Regions from separate parts of the Mus musculus genome. Here all the other regions are linked to region 2. A link is a contact called in public HiChIP or PLAC-seq, Micro-C and promoter capture Hi-C data. All regions are on one chromosome and are shown on one strand. The core of a region is the stretch at or near the end of the contact, and the rest is flanking DNA. Distances in the headings are between cores, read along the strand shown.

Region 1 (3,828 bases), core at 860-3,359, 630 kb before region 2:
TGCTCAGCCTGCTCTCTTATAGGACCCAAGACTACCAGCCCAGAGATGGTCCCACCCACAAGGGGCCTTTCCCCCTTGATCACTAATTGAGAAAATGCCCCACAGCTGGATCTCATGGAGGCATTTCCCCAACTGAAGCTCCTTGTTCTATAATAACTCCAGCTTGTGTCAAGTTGACACAAAAGTAGCCAGTACGGCAATTAAGAACCTGGCTACTCTTCCAGTGGACCTGGTTTTGGTTCCCAGTAACCATGTGACAGCTCACAACCACTGGTGTCTCTAGTTCCAGTTGTTGGGGGTCTGTTGCCCTCTTCTGGCCTCCTCAGGCACTGAACAGATGTAAATGCCGGCAAAACATTTCTACATGTAAAATAAAAATTATCTCAAAAACTTTAAAAAGAAAGTACTGGCAGCAAAAATACAGTATTTTTGAGAAAGTTGTGAAGTTAGCAATATATGCTCTGATCACTTTAATATGTTTAATACTTTATGTATGTATATAATGGGTTTGTATATGCTTGGCCCAGGGAGTTGCACTATTAGGAGTGCCTTGTTAGAATAGGTGTGTCACCGTGGGTTTGGGCTTTAACACCCTCATTCTAGCTGCCTGGAAGCCAGTCTTCTAGCGGCCTTCAGCTGAAGAGGTCTAACTCTCACCTCCTGCCTTGATGATAATGTACTGAACCACTGAACCTGTAAACCAACCCCAATTAAATGTTGTCCTTATAAGAGTTGCCTTGGTCATGGTGTCTCTTCACAGCAGTAAGACCCTAACTAAGACCTATGTGATACATTATTTCTCTGCTGCCCATGAAATGAACCAATTCAAGCCTGATTAGAGTACATATAGGCAGGTTTATTAGGAAGCTGCTCTCAGGCGAAAGTTCACTGGCCCCAAGGACTGAGGCCAAGGAAGTCACCATGGTGGGGGAGGAGAGAGAAAGAGAAAGGGTGTGAACATAGAGAAGACAGGAGGAGCGATGAGGAAGACCAAAACATCTGGTTTATATAGGGAAGAGCCTCTGGGGGAAGGGCAGTCCAGCCCCTGGGCTGGAAAGTTCAGGGTTACAGCAAGGGTATGCCAGGTAGGGACTGAGGGATGCTGAGAGAACCTGGAGGCCAGGTTTGCTTTGAAATATAAAATTTGCACCTCAGTCCCTTGTCCCAAGGGTACATAACCAAACAATACATATTACCAAGTATCAATTATTTTTTAATTAATTATTTATTTATGTTGAGACAGAGTCTCTTATGGAGCCATGGCTGACTTGGAACTCACTGAGAACTGCCTGCTTCTCCCTCCTGAGTTTCCAGGAATTAAGACCATGGTTGCCAGAATATATATATACCAGAATATATAATTGTATTTATTTATTTCCCTGCACACACACACAACACATGTCTTTTTCACCACAGGCATGCAAAGCCCACAAGGATCAAAAGAGGGTTAGGATCCCATGGAACTGAAGTTACAACCGGTTGTGAGCAGTTGTGAGTGCTAGAAATCAAACCGGTGTCCTCCAGAAGAGCAGCCGTGCTCTTGACCACCGAACCATCTTCCAACCTCAAAACGGAGCTTTTAAAAAAAAAAAAAAATTGTGAGACAGGGTCTCGCTATATACCTGGCTATGTTTCTAAAATAATACTTTCCATTTCTTCTCATAAACCTCCCTCTGATGGTGTGTCTTGGGAGGCGACATCAGGAATTAAGGAACACACAGGAAATAAAAGGATTCAGGAGAGAGTGTAACAGGAACCACCTGTTTCCAGGCTTGTGTGGCCTTTTGGAGAGTGTCTCAGAAAAAGGCGTCTTCCTCGCCCCTCTCCTCCAGTCGCTGAGTCCCTTGCCCCACCCTTTCCCTTGCATCTCTTTAATCTCTACTCGTTTTGCCCCGCCCCTCTACCCAGCTCCTCGCCCCTCCCACTCCCCCATTTCGTCCCGCCCCTCCCAGCCCTCTTCAGCAGCCCGGGTTTGCGCTTCTCACTGTCTTAGCCCTTTGGTGTCTATTAAGTTCCGCGCCAGCGTAAACCATAGTATTCTCCCATCATGCCCCACGTCGGCGTCAGTTTGCAGTTGCCTAGCTACTGGACATGCCCGGAAGACGACTGGTGGGGCGGGACTTCCGGCGCCGCGGTTGCATCAGATTCTGGAAGGCGTCTGTGGCGGCGGCCGCGGGTCTTGATTCCCAGTGATGGCAGGTTCCTCCGCGGAGCAGGGTGAGGTTTGCGGGATGACTGTGGAGCTCTGGGTACAAGCATGGCCCGAGTAGGCAGTACCGGGCTGGGGCTGTGTGGGCAGCATGGTCCAAGGAGGCAGTGCCCAGGCCAGTGCTGTGGCGACAGCGGTGGAACGAGTGGGTAATGCCAAGCGAGCCAGGGGTTGGGGGCAGCAAGACCCAGGGACTCAGTGCTCAGGTCGGGTCTGTGGGGACAACCATGGACTAAGTGGGCAGTGCCCAGACCAGTGATCCGAAGATAGTAAAGGCTTAAATGGGCAGTGGCAGGCAAAGGCTGTTCGGCAGAGGATCCCTGGGCGGGAAGTGACCAGCCAGGGCTCTAGAGTGGAGGCTATTGGGTTGGGCAGTGGCTAGGTCAGGGCTCTAGGAACAGTGCATGCCCAGGTGGGCAGTGACAAGCTAGAGATCTGGATTAGGCAGTGACTGGAGTGGGCAGAGATGGATCCTCAGGTGAGTAGTATCCAGTCCAGGGCTCTGGGATAAAACGTTCTCCGGTAAGCCTGTGGGGACAGCCGTGGCCCAAGTGGGCAGTGCAAAACCAAAGCTCTGGGGATGGCCAGCGTCTCAATGGACAGTGGCAGGCCAGGACCTGGGGGTGGCTGCCATGACTCCCTGAAGCTAGAGTACTCCTTGGTGGGACCTGACTCCTGTCTTGTAAGTGCCTCCCTTCCTCAGCTTCAATTTTTTGATTGGGTTAAGGCTAAAGTTTCCTTGGATACTCAGCAATAGGAGAGATGGTCCTGTTTCAAATAGCCTGACTCTAGTTGGTACCTGGATGAGACCTCACCACTCCCCCTCCTGCCCTGGCTGGACTTTGGGGGTAAGGCAAAGGCCCAAAGATTGTTTTGGTCTTCTGCCCAAGCAGGTGGGCGGAAGGGCACATGAGGTTGGTACTTAGGGAAGTAGGGCAGAGGAAGCAGGGACTCCGTGTACGCATACATGAAAGAGCTTGGGGATTTATGAAGGCTTTAATCTCCAGTGTGGTCAGCAGTCACCACAGAGACCTGTCCAGTCAGAGCATCACTGTCAGAGCATCATTGGCAATCTACTTTATTGCCAATTGGGAGATTCCCTCAGAAAGCAGTCACTTACGTCACCCCAGGGTAGACCTGGGCCTTGGCAGATCGCTGAAGAGCAGTGTCTTTTCTCATCTTTTTAGCAAGTGGGTTCTAGAAAGAGCAAAGGCCTTGGCCCATATCCTGGAAGGTGAGAAGCAAGCCTTCAAAGGCAGAATGCTTAGTGTAGGTTTTAGTCTCTGTGATGAAGCCAGAAATTAGATGTGAGCTCTGACTTCTCAGTTACCTGTCTCCAAGATCTCTCAGGCATCCTGTGGTGCTCTGTGGTTACTGTGGCCTTGCTGGATTCTGATCACCTGAGTACCCAGATGACAAGACTGCTTAGCATGTGCCTAGTGACAGTGGTACCTACCTTTGTATTCTAGCATTCCACTCAACTGGCATGCCTAGTTTCTATCTGCTTCACCCACAGCAGCTTTTGTAAGTCCACCTAGACTACTATAACACAGAAGCATGGCCAGCAGCTCCACCCTGAGCTGCCCAACAGGTCTAGGATCACAACTATGCCCATACTC
Region 2 (3,779 bases), core at 26-2,525:
GTGTATGGAGGTTGGAGGATATCTTGGATGTTGGTCCTTCCCTTCCAGCCTGTTTAAGATAGACGTTGTTGTTCATTATTGCAGTCCTGGGGCTAGCTGGCCTGGAAGTTTGAAGGAATTCTCTTCTTGGCATCTTGGGTTTCTATGGGTTCTGAGGATTTGAACTCAGGTCCTCACACTTGCACAGCAAGTGCTTTACTTAACAATCTCCCCAGACCAACTGGATTGCTCCAAACAGCAGAGAAGTGACTAGACTTATCCAAGTGCTCTTAGCAGACACCCGGGAAATTTCGACTCACTGCCCACTTCCCACAGCAAGGTTATCAAAAGGCTGGATTAGGATGATACAGCCTTGACGAATCCTGGAGAGTCATGGAACCTGCAGGCAGCCCCACACTGGCAGTACATGCTCCAAGGCAGTGCGAAAGCAGAGAGAAGCCTGGTTTTGGTAGCCCTCCCCCAGTCGGATATTTACAAAGAAAGTAACTCCAGGTTACTACCCACAGGATAGACCACTTGAACCCTATAGGTCTTGCTTGGCTCCCAAGCACCTACCTAGTCCTTTGAGGGAAAAATTGGGCTTGCTACGGCCTTGAGAGCACACTTCTGGGACAATGGGGCAAAACTGAGACTTTGACAAGGTCAGTGCATTTCCCTTCCCCTTCAACCTTCCCTCCACCGGCCTCAGGGGAAGGATGGGACTGAGAGGTCTGCTGGAATCCGAAGAAGTGTTATTGAACAAAAAGTCCAGGAACCGAACAAAAACTAGTCTGGGTAGATTCACCATTAGGAAAAGAGACCCAGACTTGGAGAGCTGGCTGTAAGGTGCAGATGGGTGACAGTGTGAGAAAGGAGTGGACTTGATTGTATTCTCTCAGGTCAGGGCAACCGGTCCTGGGGATTCTTGAAAACACAGAGGCATGGGGTGTGCATGAGGGGCTAAATGGGTACAGGTGCCCAGGAACATGAAATTTCCCATTACTGGTCTGAACCACTCCTCAAGCCCTTCTCACACTCAAGGGGCACAGGTGTGCTCCTGCAATGCGTGGACACCGGGTCCTGGTGGAGGAGCAGGGTGGGGCGGAGTGGGCGTGGAGCCTTGTGCGAGACACTCCCCCATCTCTGGAGCCACGCGCCAGGCGTACGCTTCCTTCTGGCCCCGGCATAGGACCGCGCCAATTGTCATTGGCCAAACGGGCGATCCCAGATTGGCTGAGACCCCGGCTCCCGCCTCCTCCGCCAGGGGGAGGGACGTGGGTGCGGGTTTGAGGCTCGTGCTACCCTAGGGGGTCGCGCTCTTCTGCCTCCTACCTCTTGGTCACCGCAAAGCTTGGTCCGGTTCTTCATCCGGCTGCAAGCGCTAGGTGTGCGGAGACCTGGCAGCTCTTGGGGCTTAAGGGCTGAGCACCAGGACGGGTGGAGGTGCCTGTAGAGTACATTCGGACCCTCTCTCGGACCCTCTCTCAGCCCCTGAGTGTGCGGGACCTGCGGAGCGCAGTTCGGGATCTGCACTCGAGGATTTTTCGAGGACGCAATAAGCTAAGCATCTGCCCGGAGCATGGAAGCACGTCAGTAGGCCATGAACTGCACCCGGGAGGGGTGGGGGTGGAAGCGCACGGTGTCAGCTTTGCAGAATGTGTACGCCAAGGGGAGGGTGAAGCGTGGCGGGAGGGCGAGGCGAAGGAAGGAGGGCGTGAGAAAGGAGGCGGTGGCGGGCGGAGGAGAGTTATCTATACTTTTTAAAAAAAAGGAGCCGCTTGAGCCGCGTAAAGGGAGACTTGGGGAGCGCCTGACAGCACGCGCGGGACACGAGAGTACCACGCTTCCCTACTCTTTCAGACCTTGACTGGTACGGGGTCCCAGGACTGCAGGAGGCCAGCGACGCGTGCCCTAGGGAGTCCTGCAGCAGTGCCCTGCCTGAGGCCCGTGAAGGTGCAAACGTCCACTTCCCACCGCACCCGGTTCCTCGCGAGCACTTTTCCTGTGCCGCACCAGAACTCGTAGCAGGGGCCCAGGGGCTGAATGCAAGCTTGATGGACGGCGGCGCGCTGCCCAGACTCATGCCCACCTCGTCTGGAGTCGCTGGAGCCTGCGCTGCTCGGCGGAGACAAGCGTCTCCGGAATTGCTGCGCTGCAGCCGGCGGCGGCGATCTGGAGCAACCGAGGCCAGCAGCAGCTCGGCTGCCGTGGCACGCCGCAATGAGCGCGAGCGCAACCGCGTAAAGCTGGTAAACTTGGGCTTCCAGGCGCTGCGGCAGCACGTGCCGCACGGCGGCGCCAACAAGAAGCTGAGTAAGGTGGAGACGCTGCGCTCCGCGGTAGAGTACATTCGTGCGCTGCAGCGGCTGCTCGCAGAGCACGACGCGGTGCGTGCCGCGCTCGCTGGGGGGCTGTTAACACCCGCTACTCCGCCGTCCGATGAGTGCGCGCAGCCCTCTGCCTCCCCTGCCAGCGCGTCTCTGTCCTGCGCCTCTACGTCTCCGTCCCCGGACCGCCTGGGCTGCTCTGAGCCTACCTCCCCGCGCTCCGCCTACTCGTCGGAGGAAAGCAGCTGCGAGGGAGAGCTAAGCCCGATGGAGCAGGAGCTGCTTGACTTTTCCAGTTGGTTAGGGGGCTACTGAGCATCCCACCCCCCTAAGGTAAGTTCCAGGACGGCGGGGAGGCGAAGCAGTAAGGGAGACACGTGGTGGGCGGGCCTGACACTTAGCGCCACGGGGACCCTGTGCAGCCAGGACTCAGCTGGGGCGATCACTTGGATTTCGCGCACGCTTCATTTTTCCTCAACCTTTTTCAAGCCTGAGCAAGACCGGCGTTTGTTTGTCCGGGATTGCAAAACTTCCTCTCAGAGCTCTGCTGTGGGTGGGGGAAGGGGAGGCCAGGGGAGGGGAGCGGCCTCAGGGCCGGGCCGGCGAGGTCCCAGTGCTGTCAGAGCCTGGCCGAGTCGGGTGCTGGAGGCGGGGTGAGTTTGCATTGCAAATCGCGTCCTAGGCCGGGGTGCGGAGTGAGTCGGCTGGAGCGGGCCCCTGAGTCACGGCGGGCAGGTTCTGAGCGTGCGCCCCGCCCCCGTCGGCGCCTCTGAGCGGATCGAGGCACCCATGAGTTGAGACTCCAAAACTAATCAAGCAAACGAAACTGCCTACTGCGCCTTGGGAGGTGGGGCGGTGTCCGTACACATTGACACCTTTTATCTTCTTCACAGCTGCATCCCTGGGTGACTCCTGGTGGACCTACCTGCTTCTAGCCCAAGAAACCTGGGCCTATGCCTTACCCATGCTGTCTAGTGCAGCCTGACCAAATGCCAAGTGCTGACTGACCTCTGCTCGGCCTCCACGCCGCGGAATGACATCTTCCATCTTCCGGACCTTGCAGCATCAGGACTTGGAAATTTCTCAGGATAAAGATTTTTACAATGACAATCTACTTTTTATCAATTAACTTGAACTGTTGTAGGACTCTACTGAAAATATGAAGAATTATTTTTATACAAAGGATCCTTAAGCTTGGAGCACAATAAAGATGACCTCTGTCCCTCACCCCCACTGTCTAGAACTTTCCAACCTGGCCAAAGTGTGGACCGGTTGGGCCCTGAGGGCAAGATGCCTGGCTGCACCCTTCTTCCTCTTCTGAAGCCTATACTGACGCTGATGTTTGGCCAGTGTGGGAACCCTGCTGTTGCAAAGTGTACTATTCTATAAAAGTTGTTTTTCATTGGTGTTTGCAGTGCCTTGTACCTTCTCAACCTTGCATCTGTCTCACCCTTGTTCCCCAGGTGCGGTCTA
Region 3 (3,799 bases), core at 589-3,088, 770 kb before region 2:
TTCCAGCCCTGCAAGGAGCAGGATGGAGACTTCAGGGAAGCCTAGCTGCAGCTATGCACCTGTACCTGAACCACACAGGTGGCACTTCCTCAGTCCCCACTTGACCATCTGGCACTGGGGCAATCTCGTTCAGACTGTGTTCCTCAGCCCACCCTTCCTGCTATCATGCACAAGCCTCCCCCATTTGGCCAGTAATCTGGCTCCTATAATCCATATTCAAACAGCAAGTGAAGGCAATTTTGCTGAGACCTTGCCCCAGGGGACAGGGACCTTGTTTTCTTCTTTGAGTCCCTCAAGGACTGGCTCTAGCAACTGCTGATTTACTGGGTTCTAGCAGCCACACCCAGCTTTTTGTTTGAGCTTGGGGCAGACCTAGCAGGCAGGCTGGTCTCCATCTGTGAAGCGGCCCACACTGCACACAGTCCTGCTGGAAGGGCAGAGCCACCCCTCAGACCTCAAGAAGGCAGTTTCACCATGGCCCTGAGCATCTTGTCTGAGCAGTTCTGCATCCGAAGGCCTCGCCAGGTGACTGGGGTTGGGTAGGGATGGTCCCATGATGAACTGAGAATGAGCCCGCCTAAGTTCCTTACCTGTGCACAAGATGCTGGTACTTGCCCACCAGGTGGAACCCCTAGCCTCTGTCTAACAGGGGAGGCATGGCTAAGGCTGAGTGGACAAGGGGTCTACAGAGACTGGAAGTTGTCTATTCCAGGTTTGCACGCCACAGCCCTACCCAGTGGCTTTTAGCAGCAGTGGTTTCCCATAGCCTGGAAGCACTTCTGCTGTCCAGCACCTACTAACAATGTGGGAATCAGCTGGGGCTCTGCCCACACTCACACCGGTATTCCTGGGGTAGAAGGTTCTGCTGGGAAAGCCTCTATACCTTTCTGTGTCCTACCTGATTCCAGCGGCTGGAGGAGGCAGGCTAAACTTCCTGCTTGGGTGGCTCTTGGGAACTCTACAGGAAGGACCCTTACACATACACACACACCCCAAAGAACCTCATGCTGAGGGTCTCAGCTGGAGAACTCTAAGATCAGCCTCTATATATGGGTGGTATCAAATTAGAAAAGTGTCTTCTAAATACAAGAGGATTGAGGAGTCTAGAAAGTTCTTGGAGAGTGGTAAAGGGTGGTAGACACATAGGAGGTCTTGGTTATCAGGATAATTAGTTTAAAAAGTATTATTATTTCTATTTGTGTGTGTGTGATGTCACATGGGTGTAGGTGCTAAGAGAGGTTGTCAGATCACCTGGAACTGGAGTTACAGGTGGCTGTGAGCAGCTTGACCTGGGTGCGGAGAATGGACCTGTGATCTTCTGGAAGATCAGCATATGCTCTTAACCTGAGTCATCTCTCCAGCCCCAAGAGTCAGAGTCTCAGCCAAGGCATCCTGAAAGAAGTGTAGTGGGAATCATGGATGGTGACCAAGGGGTCCCCTTGAGCCCCTGTGTAGGACAAGGACAGTGGGGTTTGGTTTTGGGAGAGAGAGGTCTTATGTTCTGGAAGGGGAAGGGCACCGCACCCAGGTATGCTTCTCAAATAGAAGACCCCTCCCAAGATTAGCGCTGCTTACCGCCACCCTCCCCTCCTTTGGCTATTTGTGGGGCGGTGTCCCCAGCCCTGGCGCGCAGGTGCCACCGACTTGTCTATACTTAAGGATTCCTATGCCCCCCAGCCTGCACCGGGGAGGAGGCTCAGGCTCCGGGCAAGGACTGGGTCCCCAGCGTGCCTCCCCAGCAGCCGATCCGCCCTTGGTCCACCCGGGGTTTTGCGTCTGCCGCGCTCTCCTCCCTCCTCCGCCCTCCGCTCCCTCGCTCCGCCTCGCCTGGATCAGCCCTCTGGTATTTCCTGCTGCTCAGCGACAGCTGAGCCCCTCGCGGGCCCAGGCGGCCCGGCCCGGCCCCAGCACTGAGTACAACCAGCACGGTAGGAGCTCCGCTGCTGGGAGGACCGGGAAGGATGGGGCTGGTGGAAGGCCGAGAAAGGCCAGGAGGGGATTCAGCGGGCCTGAGAGGCTTCAGGGCCACAGAGCCGGCGTGGGGGTCGGGGAGCCCTCAGGGGCTGGTCTGGGGGAGCCCCTGCATAGATCCGAGTAGACCCAAACAGCAGCTTGTATGGGAAACAGCGCCTGGCTGGGGAGTCCAAATGCCTGGGGACTTCTGGGTGGCGGGTGGGGCCCGCGTGTGGGTGCGGCATGTCCAGCCCCGTTTCCCACTTGGTGAGGCTAAAAGGAGTCAGGACTAGGCGAATGGGTGGGAGGGTCTGGCAGCCTCCGACCCAGGATATGGAGGGGTCTGTACCCCAGCCCAGCAATAGCAGGGAAGGGGTGTCTAAGAGGTCCTGTAAGATCTTGGGTCTGAGATCTCAGTTCCCTGGCTTGATTCTCAGGATGGTTCGTCAGGGTCCGCAGAGCAAGTGACTGCTGACCCATCTTGCCCTTGGACTCTGTCCACCCATGGCCTCTCATAGGACTTGGCCCTGAGAGAAAGGGAGGGAGCTTGGCATTGTCCAGATGACTTGAGCTGCACTTGCGGATTTCTACGACTGGGGTGGGTAGGACTTGAGCCCCTCCCAGCCACAGGTCCAGCTGGCTTTGCCTCCCACTTCAGATATCCTGGCTTTTTAGGTCCAAGTCCCTGATCCCAGTTGTGAGTGGCTCCTGGGGTTGTGGGTAGACACCCCCAATTAGGGCCAAGGGGGGCTTTTTCACCCCTCACCCAACCTGAGCCAGGCTGGGCTTGGCTTACTAGAACCACTGATTTGAATTTCTTGTCTTTTGCTCTCTGTTTCTCCCTGGGACTTGTCACCCACTTGTCTGTACTTAAAGGTTCCTATATGTATCAACCTTTGGCTCCAGCCTCTGCTACACACCTCTGTCTGGTCACAGGAGCAGAAGTGGTGGTGTCAGGGCCTAGAGAAGTGGGAAAGACCCTTGGATGGGGTGGATATTGCACTTTTGAGTTTGTTTTCCATGTCCCCATCATCCGTCTGCCTGTCCGTCCGTCTGTCTGTCATTTCCCCCTCTCCCTTGCGATAACAGCCAAGTGGCTGACTTTCCTTACTACATTTCTGCCCCAATATCTTTGCTCAAGCAGCAGCATGGATGGAGGTGGGGGTGCTTGCTGAGATTTCGAACTTGGTGGGGTTCCAGAGGAGCGCAGAGAGCTTTGCAGGTGTCAGACAAATCAGGGTGATCTGGGTGGCAAGTGGTGACATCTGGCTGTCCCTTTCAGGCTCCTGACTGCAGATCTATTGTCTGCCTGCACGTGTATGGGGCAGCGGAGTGGAGCCTTTTAACAAACACAAGGCCTGGGTGCCAAGGAACCAAGTGTTTGCCTCTGTCTGGTTTGCTTTCGCCAGGCGGTGTTTAGAGAAGGGTGAAGCATCTGGGTGAGGCTACTCCCCCACAGTGCTGTGCCTTGTCTCAGGGAGACGGCTGTGCTGAGGCCCAACCTGAGCAGCAGCAAATCCTGGATGTCAGAGGGGTTCTCCTGCCCAGCCAAGGGGTGTGAGTCCTTCCAAGCCTGGCTCTGGGCTCTCTGCCAATACCTAAGGCATCTCTTCCCCCACACCCTGATTGTGTCTGCCATGCTGAAGATATCCAGGGTCAGTTTCCCTTGTCACCCAGGCTTCTTCCAAGAAGCACTCTCAGTACAGTAGAGATCCGGCATGGCACAAGGGGGTGGGGGAGAGACAGAAATGGCACATGCTGGGGAGTATTGTGTCTAGAATTATGTATTGTGTCTGTACTGGGGCCTTGAGCCATCTGTGGTTCACAGCCACATACAAGTAGACAC
Region 4 (3,917 bases), core at 1,396-3,895, 530 kb before region 2:
AGCACGCAGGCTGCTCCACTGAGCTGTAGAGCATGGAGAACGGTTAGAGGGTGTTGAGGAATGGGGGCCCAGGGCAGCTGTAGAGAGTCTCCATTCCTTCTAACTCTCCTCTTTGTAGAGTGGCCTCTTGGCTTGGGCTTCCACTCCTGGAAACACATGAAAGGGCAGCCCAGGCCATGATGTGCCTAAGCAGCCTGGGAAGGGGCACTAGGGAGAGCTGGCCTTCTCCAGGAGTTTTTCTGGTCAGGTTCCTGGGATACCTCCAGTGTGAAGTTACTACCAATCTTACCCAAGGGCTCCAAGAACACTCTCCCATCCACTCTTTGGCCTGCTCTCATCGTCTGAGGCAGGCGGGGCTGGCTGGCTGCCTGGCTCCGTATTGTTGCTCCCTTCTTCCACAGGTATCCTGGACACTTCTGCTCTTCCACACAACCCTCAGGGCCCCGGGCAGAGCTTGCAAGGCTCATTTTTCCTAAGGGACCCTGAAGGTCAGGCCTCTGTGTGTATTGGGAACAGGAGTGGGGGGGTGGGGGGGGTGCTTGTGGAACACACAGTGAGAGCGCGGGGGGGGGGGGTTCAGCATGTCCTTGTTCATTTCTTCATTTAAAATGTTTTAAACAACATTTTTCTTGCTCCCCCCGCCCCCGTGTGTGTGTGTGTGTGTGTGTGTGTGTGTGTGTGTTTGCACGGTCACATGTGCGCAAAGATCAGGGAACAATTTGAGGGACTCAGGGTCTCTCTTTCCACCATGTTGATACCAGGAATTACACTCTATCCATTACAGTGGAAAACATGTGCCTTTACCCATTGAACCATCTTGCCAGCTCTCTTTTCGTGGTTTTATATTTACATTTTGTGTGTGTGTGTGTGTTTGAGTGCTTTACCTGCATGTAATGTACGCATGTGTGCCTGAGGACCTCAGAAGAGGACTTCCTTTCCGGCCATGAATAACCGTAAGCCACCCTGTGAGGACTGGGAACCCAACCCAGGCCTTCTGAAAAATCAACAAGTACTCTTAACCCCGGAGTCCATCGGTCCAGTCTCAAGTTTCTTTTTATTTTTGCCTATGTGTGTGTGTTCTGGGGGGAGGGGAGGGGAGAGCAGGAGAGAGCTCCCTGGAGCTGGAGTTACAGATGGATGGTTGTGCGTTACCCAACTGTGAGCAGGAACCAAACTTAGGTCCTCTGCAAGAACAGCAAGCACTCTTAACTGAGCCACCTCTCCAGCCCCTTTACTTCATTTTTGCTTTGCGGCTTTGGTTACTCTCGGGCTCACTGTAAAACCCAGACTGAGCTAGATTGGTCCTTCCTGCCTCAGCCTCCTTATTGTGGTATAAACCTGCCTTAGAACAACACTAGGCCACCGAACTGGAGTTTTAGGCTGTCTCAATTGTTTAAATGGAGGAACCTGTGTTTTCACTGGGAGCCAGTCCACCTAGAAGCATGGTGTCTGGTTTTCCAACAGCCAGGGGTGGAGGTGGCGGTGGGGATGGGGGAAGGGGTGGAGGTGGGAGAAGGGGTGGGGGTAGGGGGAAGGGGTGGGGCTGAGGGTTTCCTTGTAGCGCCTCTGTCCTCCATCCCACCCCAGCACCCCTGCCCCCATCCCACCATAGCAGGGGACTCCTGGGGTCCCTAGGCCAGTCCCTCCCCCATCCCTGGGAACCCTGGAGGAGCTGCGTCTGCTTCCTACTACTATTAAACCTTTAAAGGCAGAGGGTAAATAAAATCTTGCACTGAAAGGCGATGACTCAGCCGCCCCCGCCGCCCCCGCCGCCCCCGCCGCCCCCGCCGCCCCTAGCCCTTAGGTCGGTCCCCTCATTCCCCAAGCTAGCTTTGCTAGCTCCCGTCCCCCCCCCCCGCCCCCATCGTGAGTTTCCAGCACGTCGAGGTTGTACAGTCGCAGCCCGAGGTGTCTGTAGCCTAGATTGGGGCACACGGGAAAGAGGCAGGCCTTTCTCTTCACGTGGCTGAGCACTGCAGGGTGCTGTTCCTCCTCCACTTCTTCACTGTCTAACTTACTAAAAGGTCATTGTCCCATTTTACAGAAGGGAAAAGAAACTGAGATAATTTCGAGGTACAACTTTGGGGAGCAACTTGGGTGATAAAGCCTGTTGGGGCAGGGCTACTTCCCAAGAAAGTCTAGTGGGTGGCCTTTGGATGCTCGCCCAAGGTGGGAGGAGACGGTGGCCAGGGCTTGGAAAGAACCCGTGAGTCCACGACCCGCGTGTTCGGTCTCCCCGTGAGTGGGATTCTGAGCGCGGTAGTTCAGTCTAGGGGTCGGGCGCTTCCCAGGTCTTCCCGGCCCGTGAGTCACGAGGGGCAGGGACCGCTGAGGTGCATTCCTCTGCAGGCAGGGCCGGAGCCTGGGCGGGGAGGGGACCACAAGTCACTCCACCTGGCAGCTGGGACGTTGGGGCTGGAGGGAAGGCTCGGGGCTCCCGTCAGAGAGGCGCCAATCAGTTCTCGCCCCCCACCCTCCGTCCTCCGATAAGCGGTAGCTTCAAGCAATGGGTAAGGGGCAGCCTGGGGCGGTTGGTGGGGGGCAGCTCCGAGAGCCTGCTTGGGATTGAGAGTGCCCGACTCCGGGGCGTGTCTGGGCTGCGGGGCGGAGTCCTTATAAAGACCACGCCGCGGCCGCGGCCCGCAGCAGAGCGAGCGCATTTGGTGCAACCTTTCGAAATGGCTTCGAAAATCGTGATGTCTTCGAAAACCGTGAAGACCTCCGACGAGATCCTTTGCGAGGGCGAGCTGGAGAAGCGAAGCGACAGCCTGTTCCAGGTATGGAAGAAGAAGCGCTGCGTGCTCACCGCCGACCGCCTGCGCCTCTTCTCCGGGAAAACCAGCCCCGCCAAGGAGCTGTTTTTCCACTCCATCCTCAAGGTGGACTGCGTGGAGCACACCTCTAAGTACGTGTACTTCACCATCGTCACCAACTATTACAAGGAGATCGACTTCCGCTGCACGGTGGAGAGCTGCTGGAACGCGGCCATCACCATGGCGCTGATCGACTTCCAGAACCGTCGGGCGCTGCAAGACTTTCCCCGCTACCGGTATCAGCGCTCTGAGTCTGAAATGCCTTCCGAGCCGGGAGAGCAGAGCGCTCTGGGTCCGTGGTGAGTAACAAACTTGTCCACGGCGTCGGAGTACGGGGCATGGGGAAAGTGAATGGGGGTCATGCCTCCCAGTGGGGAAAACTTCGATTTTAAAAGCCACGGGGAGGGGGAGGGGGGAATCCTACGTCTTTGAAAACCCTTTGGAGAGGGGACCTGGAACGCATGGCAGGAGCTGCTCGGCCCACCTGGAGACTTAAAAGCTGCACCCGGGCAGCTCCTGACTCAGTCTTCTCCCTACAGAAACGCACGGGACCAGTTGAGCCGGGAACCAGCCCACGCTGCCGCATCAGACAGGAGCCCAGGAGCCCAGGGGATGCCCCGGGTGACGCCGCCGCTGCTCTTCACCGAAGATATTCCCGTGCTTGCTGAGCCTTGCCCCGCTGTGCGGGTGCGCTAACTTATTGGACCGTATTTATATTGGTTACCTGCTTCCAACCCACCATTCCGTGTTAATATTTTTTATACCATATTTTCATTCCAAATAAACAATGTCACTTTTCTTTTTTTAACAACTGTGTGGTCTGTGTAGTTCCTGCTGGGGCGAATGTGTGGAAGGGTGGGAGTGAAAGGGTCTCCTATCTGGTGTTATTCCCTCTCCACATCCCGGGAACCATTCAAAGTGCCTTTGAGGGCTGGAGAAATGGCTCAGCGGTTAAGAGCACTGACTGCTCTTCCAGAGGCCCTGAGTTCAAACCCCAGCAACCACATGGTGGCTCATAACCAACCATCTGTAGTGAGATTGGATGCCCTCTTCTGGTGTGTCTGAAGACAGCTTCAGTGTACTTACATATAATAAATAAATCTT
Region 5 (3,849 bases), core at 111-2,610, 690 kb after region 2:
GCAATTGTCTGGCACCGATCGAGGAAATCGGCTTTCCATGAGAGAAATTGCCCGCGTGTTAACACAGTTTGGATTACTTTGATCCACTCACTAGGGAGCATATGTTCGCCTCCCGGAAGAGCTTCTAGGAGCGAAAGCGTGTAGGGGGCAGATGGGCCATAAGTTCTAACCGCAGAGTTAAGCTCTTTTAAGAGCTTAAAACGTAGTCTGCGGAATTCTGTTTGTTGGACAGGAGCAGAAATTTGTTCCTCTGGCTCACGTTCTACTTCGTTTTCACACTCATAATCTTCTCCGCCCTCGCTGTTAGTGTCCGAGGAGAGGTCGGCCTGGGGCCTTTCTAAAGGCCCAATTTCTGCAGAAGCAGATTCGGCACGGGTGGCTGGGGGCTGTGTCTCCGCCGTAGAAGTGGGCGGGTCGTAGCTAGCAGCTCTCGTGGAGCGAGTAATTACGGGGGAAGCCAATGTTTTAGTTTTTACCGCTCGCGGAGCTTTCTTTTTTACGCCGCCCGAGGCTGAGGCTGGGGGAGGGGCAAGGATAGTCTCTTTTAAAGAATTTTGGAGTGAAGCGAGCTCTGTGGAAAGGCGGGCGTACTGTTGCTGGAGCTCTAAAACTTCTTGTAATCCTGCTACCTGAGACGCGAGCTTGTCTTTAGCATCAATGAGAGTAGGGACCGGCAGCGCCTGGGGCCACGGCTCGGGAGCGCAGATTGGTGGCAGGTAGGACGAGGCATTGCAGGGAGGAGCTGAAGCGCCCGGCAATCGCTCGGGCTTACGGGGACGGACTATCTCTTCCTCTAAAGTGTCTGTGTCCCCAGAAATTAAAGGGCTTTCAGCCAAAGATTTTTTAAATTCTAGATTGATCAGTGGCGGGTCAGCAGGCAATGCGCTTACCGGGATATGGGGGTAGAGAGCAGTCTGCAGGACTTCGGGCCTGTCTGCAGCTATTGGAGGCTTTTTAGTAGGGAGGGAGCTCTCTGAAGCTTCCAGAGACAGGGGACAGAGGCAATATTCTGCCACTGACAAAGGCTGCTGTTTCTCTGGATCATCAACTGCACTTTGTATTAAATCACGGATTAGACTCCAATAAGTAAATATATTTGCAGGAATAGCATCGGGGTCCTGCTTTGCCAAAATTTCACTTAATTCTCTTCCTACTCTTATCCATTTCTTACAATGTATCTCTGCGCCATCTATAATAAACCATGGACCTGCCTGGTCTATGAAAATAAAAAAGTTTATCAAATCTTTCTTTTTAACTCTAACTCCTCTTTCCCTGAGAGCCACCTTTAAGCCTTTTATAAAGGCTGCCTCTTTAGAAAGCTTAGTTCCCATTTCTCAGTGGAGATGAATCACTTACCAAGGATTTCTCTCTCCGGTGAGCTGCTGAAGCAGTCCTTCACTTCTTTTTTCTTGGGGTCCCTACGAACTTCTCTGGGGGAGTCAAACTCCGTAATCTCCACCTAAGGCAAAACGCTCCGAACCTCAGTTAGGCGCCACTTGTCCCACCCAGCAGGACCCAGTTCTTCCTGGGTGCAAGGGGGACCACAAACCTGAAGAGAAATGCGAGGAAAGGAAGGAGACGCAGAGACAAAGAAGGGTTCCTATCAAGGTCTCAGTTTATTAGGCTGAAATGCCAGGTTTTAAGGGGAATAGGGAGGGGTTGAGGGGGATCAACTAAGAACAAAGAAGTGGGCATCTGGGGACATGAAGGCCTAATTCAAACTGCAGGCGGCCAGGCACTCTTATCTCTGGAATGTAGAATCCTCCTTAACAGCCTTGGGTGTCAGGCTGGGCTCAGCTTGTAACTCATGTCCTTTGAAGTCTTGGGAGTCAGGAAGAGATAAGGAAGAGGGGACTATAATTCAGCTTTTTACAGCCTCAGGTGCCAGGAAGGAAACAGGGAGGAGGGGGTGAAGACCAGCTCCTTAGCACAAGGCCATTTGGCTTGTTAGGGTGGAAAACTTTGAAAGGCCTACTTTCTTATGGTATGGTCTCCAACATTTAGGGTGCCCATCTATGTCCTCATACAAATAAACAAAACAAAATAAAACAGGACCCCTGCTAGTCATCCTACACCCAAGTCTCTCACTAACATGCAACCAAATTAGGTGTTTATAGTACACACTAAAAATCAAGCTTGCCCTGCAAGATTGAGTACATAATAAGGTCAAAAATAAGCAGGATAGGAAATAAAGAGATGAACCCACATACGAATGTGTTCACCAAAAGACAAAGCAGAGCAGCAGAAAGATGAGACCAGCTGCTGGGTAAGACTGTGCCCTCCTGATTACTCAGCTAAAAAGGAAGGGGAGGGAGTGATGTCCCCTGCAGGAGGATTGTTAAGATGTGCTCTGCATTCATTCAGGGTGCCACAGGGTGCTGAGGACCAGATTTGCAAAGTTGTAAATTACTCCATGTCACCTTTGCTGCTCTGAGCCCCAAGGACTCTCTTATGAAGGAAGGGTCCTTCTTCCTCATATGAACTTCCCAGCTAAGCTCACCAATGGCCAAGAAAGGCTGATGCTCTCAAAAAACTCAATTTATTTCTCTGCTGTACCCTGTAGAGTCAAAATAGCTAATACTGGTTGACTGGGAAGATGAGAAACTTTGTCAGGCAAAGTAATACTGCCCCAGGGTGGATCCCTATACTTCGCTCCAACCCAGGTCACCTAGCTGTGAGCATATCTTGACTGTCTACTCAAATCCTCAGTGAAATACTTAGGATCTGGAGGTTGGGCCCTGGAGCTCTAAAAATCAAGGTTCAACCACCCTTCCTCCACAGCACAGTTACACAGACTAGTAATAACAAAACACAGAGAAGAGACACTTAGTAGAGGTGGCCACATTGAAAGGGGAACAGAGAGGGCCACTCTCTGGCATCCCTACTTGATATTCAGATTTAAATGGAGAGGAGGTGTCCATAGCTAAGCAGTCCTGGTCAAAGTATGGTCATGCCCATTACCAACCCATCATTCTCATGGCTCTCATAAGGTGGAATCTTCCCCAGGAATGAATCCCCTCCCATCCTTTACCTGCCCATGGGTCCATACAACTCACTGGAATACAGTAGAAGAACCTGGGAATTCAGAACCTCCCTCTAGATTTAGATCTGTGCTGTGACCTTGTAACTCTGGCTGACCTGTAACTCTCTATAAAGACCCAGCTAGCTTAGAACTCACAGAGATCTGTCTGCCTCTGGCTCCCAGATGCTGGGATGAAAGACATACATGTCCACACTCTAGTTTGTTGAAAAACACTACACTTACACAGGATGATATTTTCTAAGAAAGGAAAGTCATGTTGGGAAGAAAGGATGGGGCAATTCCCTCAAATCCCGCTTGTGAATACCAAGGTCTGGCATAGCCCAGGAGAAGAAGATGACCAAGTGACCTGTGAGTCACAGGTTTCAGGTCAGAGGAGGAAGCCACCAATGTTACAGCCTGATGAGAGTGAGTGCTGAGGTGGGCAAGTGGAGCCTGAAACCCAGGAGGCAGGCACACAAACAGCAGGAAGTGCTAGTGATGGGATGGGATGGGAACAAGGTTTGCCCATGTCTCTTTACAGCTCAAAGGAAGGGGGCTGGGCATCTTCTGATGGACACTTGTTAATGTTTACAAGTTAATGGGAACATCTGTGGGAAGGAAGATGAGGTAGTCTGCTTGAGAAAGGAAAAGGGAAACAAGTAATATATAGGACCAGACAACACCATGCACAAGAGAATCCTAAGCTATGACACATCCAGGATCCAGGAAGTGAGCATGGGCATCCTCACACCTGACTTGGGCAGGATATAAAGACCCCAGGGTCAGAAGGCTCCACACCAGCACACCTTCCTCTCCACCTGCTCCTC
Region 6 (4,128 bases), core at 687-3,186, 600 kb after region 2:
ATGAGTCTGAACTAGAACTGGCAGGTTCTGGGACCTCAGGCAGTAGTCAGGCCGGATGTGGCCTTGGCTGGAGGCCATGGAGCGGGCCTAGAATTCTGTGTTAGGTCCTGTGTTGAATCATTTTCAGAGGTGGCCAGGCCAGCACCTGCTGTGCTTTGCCAGGGAAGCAGCCTATTCCCAGAAGAAACGGAATAAGCCTTGATGGGAATCTTGGGCTGCATACATTCCCTTTTCAACAGTCAGTCCTTTAAGCCTGGGTCAGAAAAGCCATCTGCTCGTCCTGGGTGCCCTGGGCAGTCTCCCTGCCTGGGCCTCTGCCAGGCTCAAGAAGCAGTCTTCAGCTTTTTGAGTCTAGCCAGTGTTGGAGCCTGCCCGGCTGCCTGGGGTCTTGGAGATGAGAGGTCAGAACTCTCTGCCACGGACTACAGTTGTTCTACAAGCATCTGTGAGAAGGTTCGGTTTCAGGGGGCGGGAGAAGTGGGTGAACACAGGTTTCAAATACAACAGTGGAGGCAACCAGCAGGCTTTTAAATAGAGTAGGAGTTATCGAGTGCTTACTGGTAGGGTAGAGCTTCCTTTTGGAATCAGCTCTGGAATCTTAGAGCCCCTTCCCCACACTAACAGGTACAGGATATAGGGAAGTGTGACCTCTGTCACTTTCTGGGGTTGTCCTGGCACCCTTTGCCTGCTGGTCAGTGGCTGTCATTGTTTTGGTAGGAGGGTTTGGGGCAGGGGAATATGTCCCATACCTGAGCCCTGTTAGGTTACTTCTGGAGAATGTTCACCAAGGGTTGTCAGAAGGCCAGTAAACATGTACCCAGTGTTCTCTGTCTGAAATCTGAGCAGGGAGTCCCGCAGGGCCTGGCAGGGCTTCTGGAGACTAGTGTTATCAAAGGCTTGTGCACCAAAGCTGGAGACAGATCTCCTCCCTGCCCTGCAGGCCTGAGGCTGAGCTGTGCTGCCAGGCCTGCATACTGGGGCCGCTGCTTCTGCAGATGCCGCTGATGCCACCATCACCACCCAGGGATGCCCCGGGGAGCACCCCGGACTCTAGCTCAGGGTTCACATCAGTCTCTTAGCTGAGTGACCTTCACATCAGCCTTCATGCCCTGGGAAGAAGAAAGACCCTTGCTGCAGGCAGGGATAGGGAAGCTAGCTTTACTCTAGTTTTCTCATGGTGGGTGTTTCTCCCCTCAAACCCCTGACCAGGGTATTAGTGAGGCTGGACCATACCCAAGTCTTGCCCTGACCAGCTTAAAGTGTAAGGTTGGGACGCTGACTCCAGAGCCATAAAGCTGACTCTTGGGAAGAGGATTCCAACTCACCCTTCACCTTGCCAATGACCTTGAGTGGACCCTGCCCCGAGGGCCAAAGGGCCAACCCTTCTGCTTCCTGAAGTCTGAGACTCCCAGGCCAGACATGCCAAGGACAGCACCTGACTTAGGTTGTGTGGTAAGCAGACTGTCAGGAGTGCGAATGGATGTAATTAGTTGGGTGGTACACAGCCGCACACAGGCTGGGGAGGGAGTGTCAGCATGTTTGGTTGTCAGGCCCTTGGGATCCAAAGCAGTGGTGGGGTTGGATGAAGGAAAACTGACTTCCTGGCACAGCCCACTTGCCCCCAGGCTTATTGGACCAACAAGGCTAGGCTCCATGAGGGAGTGCCCAGAAGAAAGCCAAGAAACGGTGGGAGGGGTCCTTGCCAGTGTGGAAATTAATTCCACCCACTCAAGGAGAGTCTCTTTCTTTTTTTTTTTTTTTCCTCTACACTTAAGATCCACTTCACACTGAAAATTCCTGACACGCAGAAATGAGCTGTGCTGGGGGTCAGAGGTGGGGTTTGGGCTGGAAAGGGAGGAACTTGGCATGGGGCGGGGCTTAATCAGGAGACAGGGCTTTGAAGAAAGACTCAGGGTTCAGAGAGCCAAGGTTCCAGGAGACCAGAAAGTCTAGGGGCCAGGCAGCCCTGGAACTCTCTGGAAAGGGTCCCAGAGAAGAGCTAGGGAGAATGGGATCCAGGGAGGCAGAAAACGAGGCTTTTACACACAGTTGGGGGAACTTCAGGGTAGGGTGAAGAGGACCTACTGAGAACTCCACCCCCACATGGTGAGGTAGGGGTTCTGAGGGAGGGAGGGAGGGCAGTTGGGGGCTCTCCATGGTGAAGGAAGCCCATTGGGGCTTCTCTGGAGGTGGGGATCAGTTGAGGACAAATGTCCAAGAGAGACTGAGGATGGGAAGGAGATGAGGCGGGGAGAGAAGAAACTGCTTGGCCTTGAGTCTTAGAGGACAGTATTGCTTAGAGCAAGTCATGTGTAAGGACCGAGCACTGTCAGGGCCCAGGATGGGGGTCAGAAAGGTCATGAGCGGGGTACACAGACCGAGCTTTAAGGAAATCAATGTAGGGGTGTCTGAGAGGACCCAGGCTTCTGAGTAGCACATCTGTCCCTGAGGGCAGAGCAAAACTTGTGAAGCAGGGACAGGCAAGCCTGTTACAGGTCAGATCCTTCAAGTCCCTGTTATGATGAACATATTAGAACATATGTCAGACTTGGGTGACAGGGACTTCAAAAAGGAGGCCCAGGGCAGGGTTCTGAAGATTGTTGGTGAAGGGCCTGGACTTGGACTCGGGAGAAAAAAAAAAAAAAAAACAACCCTGAACATTGACCTTGGGGACTTGGGAGACAGGATTGAACAGAGATGAGTGTCCCTCTGGGGTTTGATGTGTTGCATCCCAGTCAGGTGGGAACTATGATCTGCAGTGTGTAGACTTCAAGGGACCAGAGACTCCCAAAATAAGCCTGATTAGAGATGGAGACTTGAGCAGCTCAGACAGGGCTTAGCAAGTAGCGAGGTTGGAGCCCAGCTGGGCAAGATCAAGGAAGAGGTGGGTGAGGGCTTAAAAAGCTGATACCAGGACAGGGCCTCATGAGAAAAGGCTAGGACCGCCACGGGACTGAGGATGGCAGGTGGGACTCAACAGGGCAGGGAGAAGAGATGCTAGGTAAGGGGGTTCTGAAGGCACAGGTCTTGGAGCTAACAAGGTTCAGGTGGAAGAAATGTAGGGAGAAGGGGGGTCAGCCGTGGGAATAAAGTGGAATGCTCAGCAGACAGACTTGCCGGGACTTGAGGACCCGCGAGAGAATTTGAGCACAGGTGGACTGGGGTAGCAGCGGCTTGGTGGTCGGTGGATATGAGAGCCATGCAGCTCATGGGATAGAGGGGTGCCAGCCTTGCGACTCCCCGGGGTCCTGGCTTCCGGGCTAGCGGGCCCCCTCCCTCCCTAGGGAGGAGGCGGAGGTGTCTGCGACGCCGCCGTGAGTCAGGCTCTGGCTGCAGCCGCGGCCGGCCTGGCGCTGCGGAGCGCGCGCGGGCAGCGGGGGAGGCAGCGGCGCCAGCCCCGCTCGCTCCCCGCCCCCAAGGTTGGGCCGCTGGGACGCGATCAGCGGACAGACAGCGGGAGAGCGGAAGGACGCGCGCTCCTAGGTTCAGGGGTCTGACCCACTCGTCGAGTCGCCAGTAGGTGAGCGGTACTGGTGACTGCTGCAGCCCGGGGTCAGATTGGGGACCACCCAGTTCAGCCACAGCCCCTTGCTATCACCTCACCGGCGCCGGGTGCGCCTGGTGGCGCAGAGCTCCGGCGCCAAGCTGTCTCTTGGAAGTGTCCATTTCGCAGAGTGTCATTGTGGGTCTCTTGGTGGCACGGTTGGGGGTGGGGACAAGAGGGGAGGTGAGTGGTTCTGTGTGACAGTGTGCGCTCTTAGGGTCTCCCAGTGCCGCTTTCTGTTGGCTTTGGAGTTTGTAGTCCTGCACCTGCGCGGATCCTCCGGAGATGTGCCTGAGCCTGTGGGGCGGTGTGTAGCGCTGCGTGTCTGGGTGGGCAATTGTTTACCTGGCGCGTCTGGGCGCAGGAGTATGCTGGGACTGGAGAGCTGGGCTGGTGATTGTGTGTGTGGTGCGTCTTGGTGTGTATGTGCTTCAGTGAGCGCTTTTCATTCTGCCAGTCAATGACTAGGGCAGTGTCACTGTAGCTCTGAATGCCCTGAGTGCGTGGAGATGCGGGGCGCTCTGCTTATCGCAACAGGGTGTCACTCGGGGTGCTGAGGGGGAGCTGTTGTGTGTGTGGTTGTC
Region 7 (3,745 bases), core at 897-3,396, 720 kb before region 2:
TACATCTGGACATTTGGAATGTCCTCATGAATTCTCTTTTTAACAGTTCCAAGGTCCTTTGCAGACCTCTGTTACTTTCTTGCACACTAACCTAAAGGACGTGGCTATATCTCTCCTTTTTCATTGCACTGCAGAAAGAGCAGAGAGGGAAAAAACCCCAGAATCCTCACATATTCCCAAGCAGCAAGCTACCCAGAAGCAACCTGAAAGTATCCCAAGAAAGGGTATGATATATACATATTACAATAGATAATACATCTATTCTAGGGGTGAGAAGATTCTCCTGGTATTGAATGAGTCCAACTCTTCCATTGTGGGCACCCTTCATCTCTGCAGGAAGACCATCAAGGGTCACTGGGCTCATGAGAATGTCACCCAACTGCTTTGAACCATTAGGGGCTTCCTGGAACAGTATGACATCCCACTATCCCACCTTAAAGAGCAAGGGTAGAGATGGCTGGAGAGATGACACAGCCAATAAGAGGATATGCTGTTCTTGCAGAGAACACCAGTTTGATCTCCAGACTCATATCAGGCAGATTACAGCCATGTGTATCTCCAGCTATTGGAGATATGTCACCTCGAGCCTCTGGAGGCACCTGTGCGCATGGACACGCACGCGCGCGCACACACACACACACACACACACACACACATGCACACACACACATTTTAAAATAAATGTTTTAAAGGAGCAAAGGGCAGAGGGCAGAGAAGGACCTGGAGCACAAATATCTAGCCCAGGGTAGACAGGCCTCTTCCTTTCACCTCCCCTCCACCTACAGTGTGGGACAAGGCAGATCTGTAAACTGTATGCAGAAAAGGAAAGCCACTAGCCTCCCCCTGCTCCCGAGCTACTCAGAGACTGGTGGGACAACAGCATCCACAAGTGCACAGTCCTCTCCTCTTCCCTTCCTCTACTTTCCCTCTGCTTCCCAAGGGTGAGGGACAGTTCAGCGTGTTGAACTAACCAAACTTTCTAAACACTTGTTTGTGTTTTGATTTGGTTTACTCCTGAGCAGACACCAGCCTGAGGGAAGACAAGAAATAGAAGAGCATCAGGCTGGCCAAGGAATTGGCCCCTCCCACTCCCCAGCCTAGGTGAGGGCAGATGGGCACAGGCTCCACTCCCTGGCCCTAGGGAGAGAGGCAAGAGATGAATTAAAGAGTACCAGGTGCCTGGAGCCAGGCTCCTCTTCTTTGGGGCAGCCATTGAAATCCAGGTCTCTGAGTCCTCCCTCATTTTAAAGAGGAAGTGGCATTTGGAAGGGAGATGGATGGGGCTGGTAGTGGGCCACTTTTTCGAATACCTGGAGGGGGCGGGTGGAACAGATGAACCAACCCAAGTTCCCTAGAGAAATAAGCATTCTACTTCCTGTGTTAGACTAGTAGACTTGGCTTAAATGTCCTGTGTCCCATGAGCTTGGATTGGCACACACAGTGGAGCTAAACACAGTGAAAGGAAGAAGAGGTGAGGGACTCACAGTCCAGGGATGTTCATACAGCCCTCCTCCCCCGACACACCCCCCCCAACCCCAGCACTGGAAGAGTGCCTACGAGTCCTGGATATTTTGAGGTCCTCAGAGTCAGCGAGTCCCACACAGCCCCTCAGACTCTGACAGTGAAGCCTTCAGCTGCTGCTCCAGACCATTGACCAGTGAACACTCACAGGAAAGCTACAGGGATAGAGTTACTTCAAACTTCCCCATGTTGAGCTAAGACAGTGTGTGTTGTAGCTTATCTTCCTCTTTTTGTTTGTTGCTTTTGAGAAGGTTTACAGTCTGCTGCAGTCTGACTTTTATAACGATTCCAGCTCTAGTTCATGCCTCTCCCTCCACTCAGGTCCAGGAAAATTTTTAATTAACTTATAATAAAGAGCAGTATACTGTAATGGAAAACAAACGAAGGCAGAGAATTCGACTTTAGCTTGCTGCTTATAACAAATATGATTCTGTTAATAACGTCACAGGCATTTAAAATTACTGTATTTATAGAAAACTAGATATTACTGAGCACTGATGGTGGTGGGAAGGCAAGAGTGGTGGCGCTGGACCCGCCCACGAGATTAGGCAACCATACAGAAACCAATCCGCTGACAAGAGGCGTGGCCACCAGCTTGAAATAGAGCTCCTCCAGCTGAGTGACACCATGCTAGCTCACAGCCATGGTTACCTTCAGCCACGTCTCCAGTCTGAGTCACTGGTTCCTCTTGCTGCTGCTGCTGAATCTGTTCTTGCCGGTGAGTAGATATGGCCCTGCGGAGCTGAGATTCGCGCTGGGCACCGGATCCCCGGGCTGCAGAGGAAAGCTACTGCGGGCGGTGAATTGGCTCTTCCGCCAGGGTCAGCCTTGGCACCGCCAACCAACTCCTCAGAACTTCGTCCAGAGTTAAGTGGTCCAGAGTTGGGGAATTGTGGAGGTGAAGCAGAGGCAGGGGAATGGCCAAGCGGGTAGCCAGAGAAAGTGTGTCCGGTTGGTCCCTGAGCTCCCGGACAAGACGGACACGCCTCTCCTCGCTTTCTCATCTGAAAGCGGTCCTTCCGAAGGTGACTCGGGAAAGTGCCATTGCGGACTGCAGTGGCCCGCGCGACTGTGCGCCTTGGGTGGGTCCGGCCCGGCTCGTCTTGGGGTGTAGTACTAACTACTACAAAAGGATCTGTGTGGAAGGCCTGGCTATGCCTTTCCTGGGCCTTTCGGGTCTCTGCTAAGTTCGTCCCGAGATCGCTTCTTGTCTCTTTAATCTTAAACTGCAGTTAAACCTAAGTTAGTGGGCAGCCTGATCTACATAAGGAGTCTCAGAACAGCCAGAACTACACACAGAAAGGCTGAAAACCAAAACAAACTAACGGAAAAAAAAAACCCAAAAAAACCAAACAAATAAAAAAAAAAACCAAAACCAACCAAACAACCAAACAAAAAACCTAGACAATCCTGTAAATGACATTTTAGTTACAGCCAACTTAATTTTATGTCAATTTTCTCTCATAAGAGTCTTCAAACCCAAAAATAGGCAGAAAAAGGTTTATGTTTTATAACCTGTAAGGATATCCATTTTCTAACACATTCAGATCTTTAGTTATAACAACAACAACAACAACAAAATAACCCTTAGATTGTTCTAAGATAGTATCTGAGCAGTCAGAGACCACTTACATGTAATCAGCATTTCTTTAAACCATCTAGGAGCTGGTTAATAGTAATTCTTTGCTAGCTGCTGGTGAGCAGCTTTCACAGAAATGGACCTAGAGGGCATCCAGCTTCCCTGGGAATCTCCTGGGCAAGGGGCCAGAGGATATGCAACTCAGAGGTGACTTCAAAGTTCCCAGCACTTTGAGGGACTTCGAACATATTTCACAGGCAGGTTTCACATGGGATGGCCCTTGACCCTGAAATCTCTTCCCATCCCTATTAGGGCTCTGGGGCTCCATGCCTGCCCAGGCACCGCCTGAAAAGTGGTGCATTTTGTCGTCCAGAAATCCCCAGAAACAATCTAGACAATATTAGGCTGTTTTTGTTTTTGTTGTTGTTTTAAGGTTGTTGTAAAGAAAAAATGGTGATCGTCTCAAATAATGCCACAAAAAGAAGGTACTCCAAAGAAAGACTGAGGGTGAGCTGGGCGGGGTAGTGCACGCCCTTAATTCTAGCAATTGAGAGACGAGGTAGACATGTTTGTGAATTTGGGTTTAGTCTGATCTTTATAGTGAGTTCTAGAACAGCCAGACTGTGTATGAGACACTGTCCTGTA

The links. Promoter capture Hi-C pulls out the DNA fragments that hold promoters and counts their contacts. Hi-C and Micro-C count contacts between places; a contact is called where the count stands out from the background. HiChIP or PLAC-seq counts read pairs in DNA pulled down with a chosen protein or histone mark.
Region 1: a contact with region 2 is called in a promoter capture Hi-C map of liver, with 2.6 times the contacts expected there. The contact joins the promoter of Cars here to the promoter of Ascl2 in region 2. A contact is called at or near these places in 3 of 39 promoter capture datasets (hippocampal neurons and liver), 1 of 484 Hi-C or Micro-C datasets (embryonic stem cells) and 1 of 115 datasets of contacts at active chromatin or transcription factors (embryonic limb bud).
Region 3: an H3K4me3 HiChIP or PLAC-seq map of stem cell-derived neural progenitor cells shows a contact between it and region 2, with 2.5 times the contacts expected there. The contact joins the promoter of Osbpl5 here to the promoter of Ascl2 in region 2. A contact is called at or near these places in 1 of 39 promoter capture datasets (pre-B cells) and 1 of 115 datasets of contacts at active chromatin or transcription factors (stem cell-derived neural progenitor cells).
Region 4: a Micro-C map of embryonic stem cells shows a contact between it and region 2, with 6 times the contacts expected there. The contact joins the promoter of Phlda2 here to the promoter of Ascl2 in region 2. A contact is called at or near these places in 8 of 39 promoter capture datasets (cranial neural crest, embryonic stem cells, hematopoietic stem and progenitor cells and 4 more), 4 of 484 Hi-C or Micro-C datasets (all in embryonic stem cells), 2 of 115 datasets of contacts at active chromatin or transcription factors (embryonic forebrain and embryonic stem cells) and 2 of 9 other capture datasets (embryonic stem cells and liver).
Region 5: a contact with region 2 is called in a promoter capture Hi-C map of hippocampal neurons, with 2.6 times the contacts expected there. The contact joins the promoter of B130016D09Rik here to the promoter of Ascl2 in region 2. A contact is called at or near these places in 3 of 39 promoter capture datasets (the 3T3-L1 cell line, hippocampal neurons and liver).
Region 6: a promoter capture Hi-C map of embryonic stem cells shows a contact between it and region 2, with 4 times the contacts expected there. The contact joins the promoter of Ifitm10 here to the promoter of Ascl2 in region 2. A contact is called at or near these places in 8 of 39 promoter capture datasets (cranial neural crest, embryonic stem cells, hematopoietic stem and progenitor cells and 4 more), 1 of 484 Hi-C or Micro-C datasets (embryonic stem cells) and 3 of 115 datasets of contacts at active chromatin or transcription factors (embryonic stem cells and large pre-B cells).
Region 7: a promoter capture Hi-C map of stem cell-derived epiblast-like cells shows a contact between it and region 2, with 2.8 times the contacts expected there. The contact joins the promoter of Tnfrsf23 here to the promoter of Ascl2 in region 2. A contact is called at or near these places in 3 of 39 promoter capture datasets (hippocampal neurons, liver and stem cell-derived epiblast-like cells).

What each region holds. Positions count from the first base shown.
Region 1 is chr7:143,598,371-143,602,198 of GRCm38.p6, reverse strand. Cars (cysteinyl-tRNA synthetase) reads left to right here and starts at 2,109. Exons shown (of 23, transcript NM_013742.5): 1 at 2,109-2,217. The coding sequence starts at 2,193. Gm15579 (a long non-coding RNA gene) reads right to left here and starts at 2,095. Exons shown (of 2, transcript XR_870064.3): 1 at 1,986-2,095; 2 at 1,341-1,576.
Region 2 is chr7:142,966,760-142,970,538 of GRCm38.p6, reverse strand. Ascl2 (achaete-scute family bHLH transcription factor 2) reads left to right here and starts at 1,275. Exons shown (of 3, transcript NM_008554.3): 1 at 1,275-1,568; 2 at 1,840-2,639; 3 at 3,200-3,717. The coding sequence starts at 1,559. The coding sequence ends at 2,621.
Region 3 is chr7:143,738,399-143,742,197 of GRCm38.p6, reverse strand. Osbpl5 (oxysterol binding protein-like 5) reads left to right here and starts at 1,838. Exons shown (of 22, transcript NM_001199227.1): 1 at 1,838-1,928.
Region 4 is chr7:143,501,252-143,505,168 of GRCm38.p6, reverse strand. It overlaps Phlda2 (pleckstrin homology like domain, family A, member 2), which reads left to right and starts at 2,645. Exons shown (of 2, transcript NM_009434.2): 1 at 2,645-3,112; 2 at 3,353-3,621. The coding sequence starts at 2,679. The coding sequence ends at 3,353.
Region 5 is chr7:142,280,974-142,284,822 of GRCm38.p6, reverse strand. B130016D09Rik (a long non-coding RNA gene) reads right to left here and starts at 1,360. Exons shown (of 1, transcript XR_003946899.1): 1 at 1-1,360. Gm45889 (a long non-coding RNA gene) reads right to left here and starts at 1,609. Exons shown (of 2, transcript XR_870059.2): 1 at 1,357-1,609.
Region 6 is chr7:142,371,554-142,375,681 of GRCm38.p6, reverse strand. It overlaps Ifitm10 (interferon induced transmembrane protein 10), which reads left to right and starts at 1,936. Exons shown (of 3, transcript NM_001347541.1): 1 at 1,936-2,106. The coding sequence starts at 2,104.
Region 7 is chr7:143,684,276-143,688,020 of GRCm38.p6, reverse strand. Tnfrsf23 (tumor necrosis factor receptor superfamily, member 23) reads left to right here and starts at 2,146. Exons shown (of 6, transcript NM_024290.4): 1 at 2,146-2,239. The coding sequence starts at 2,165.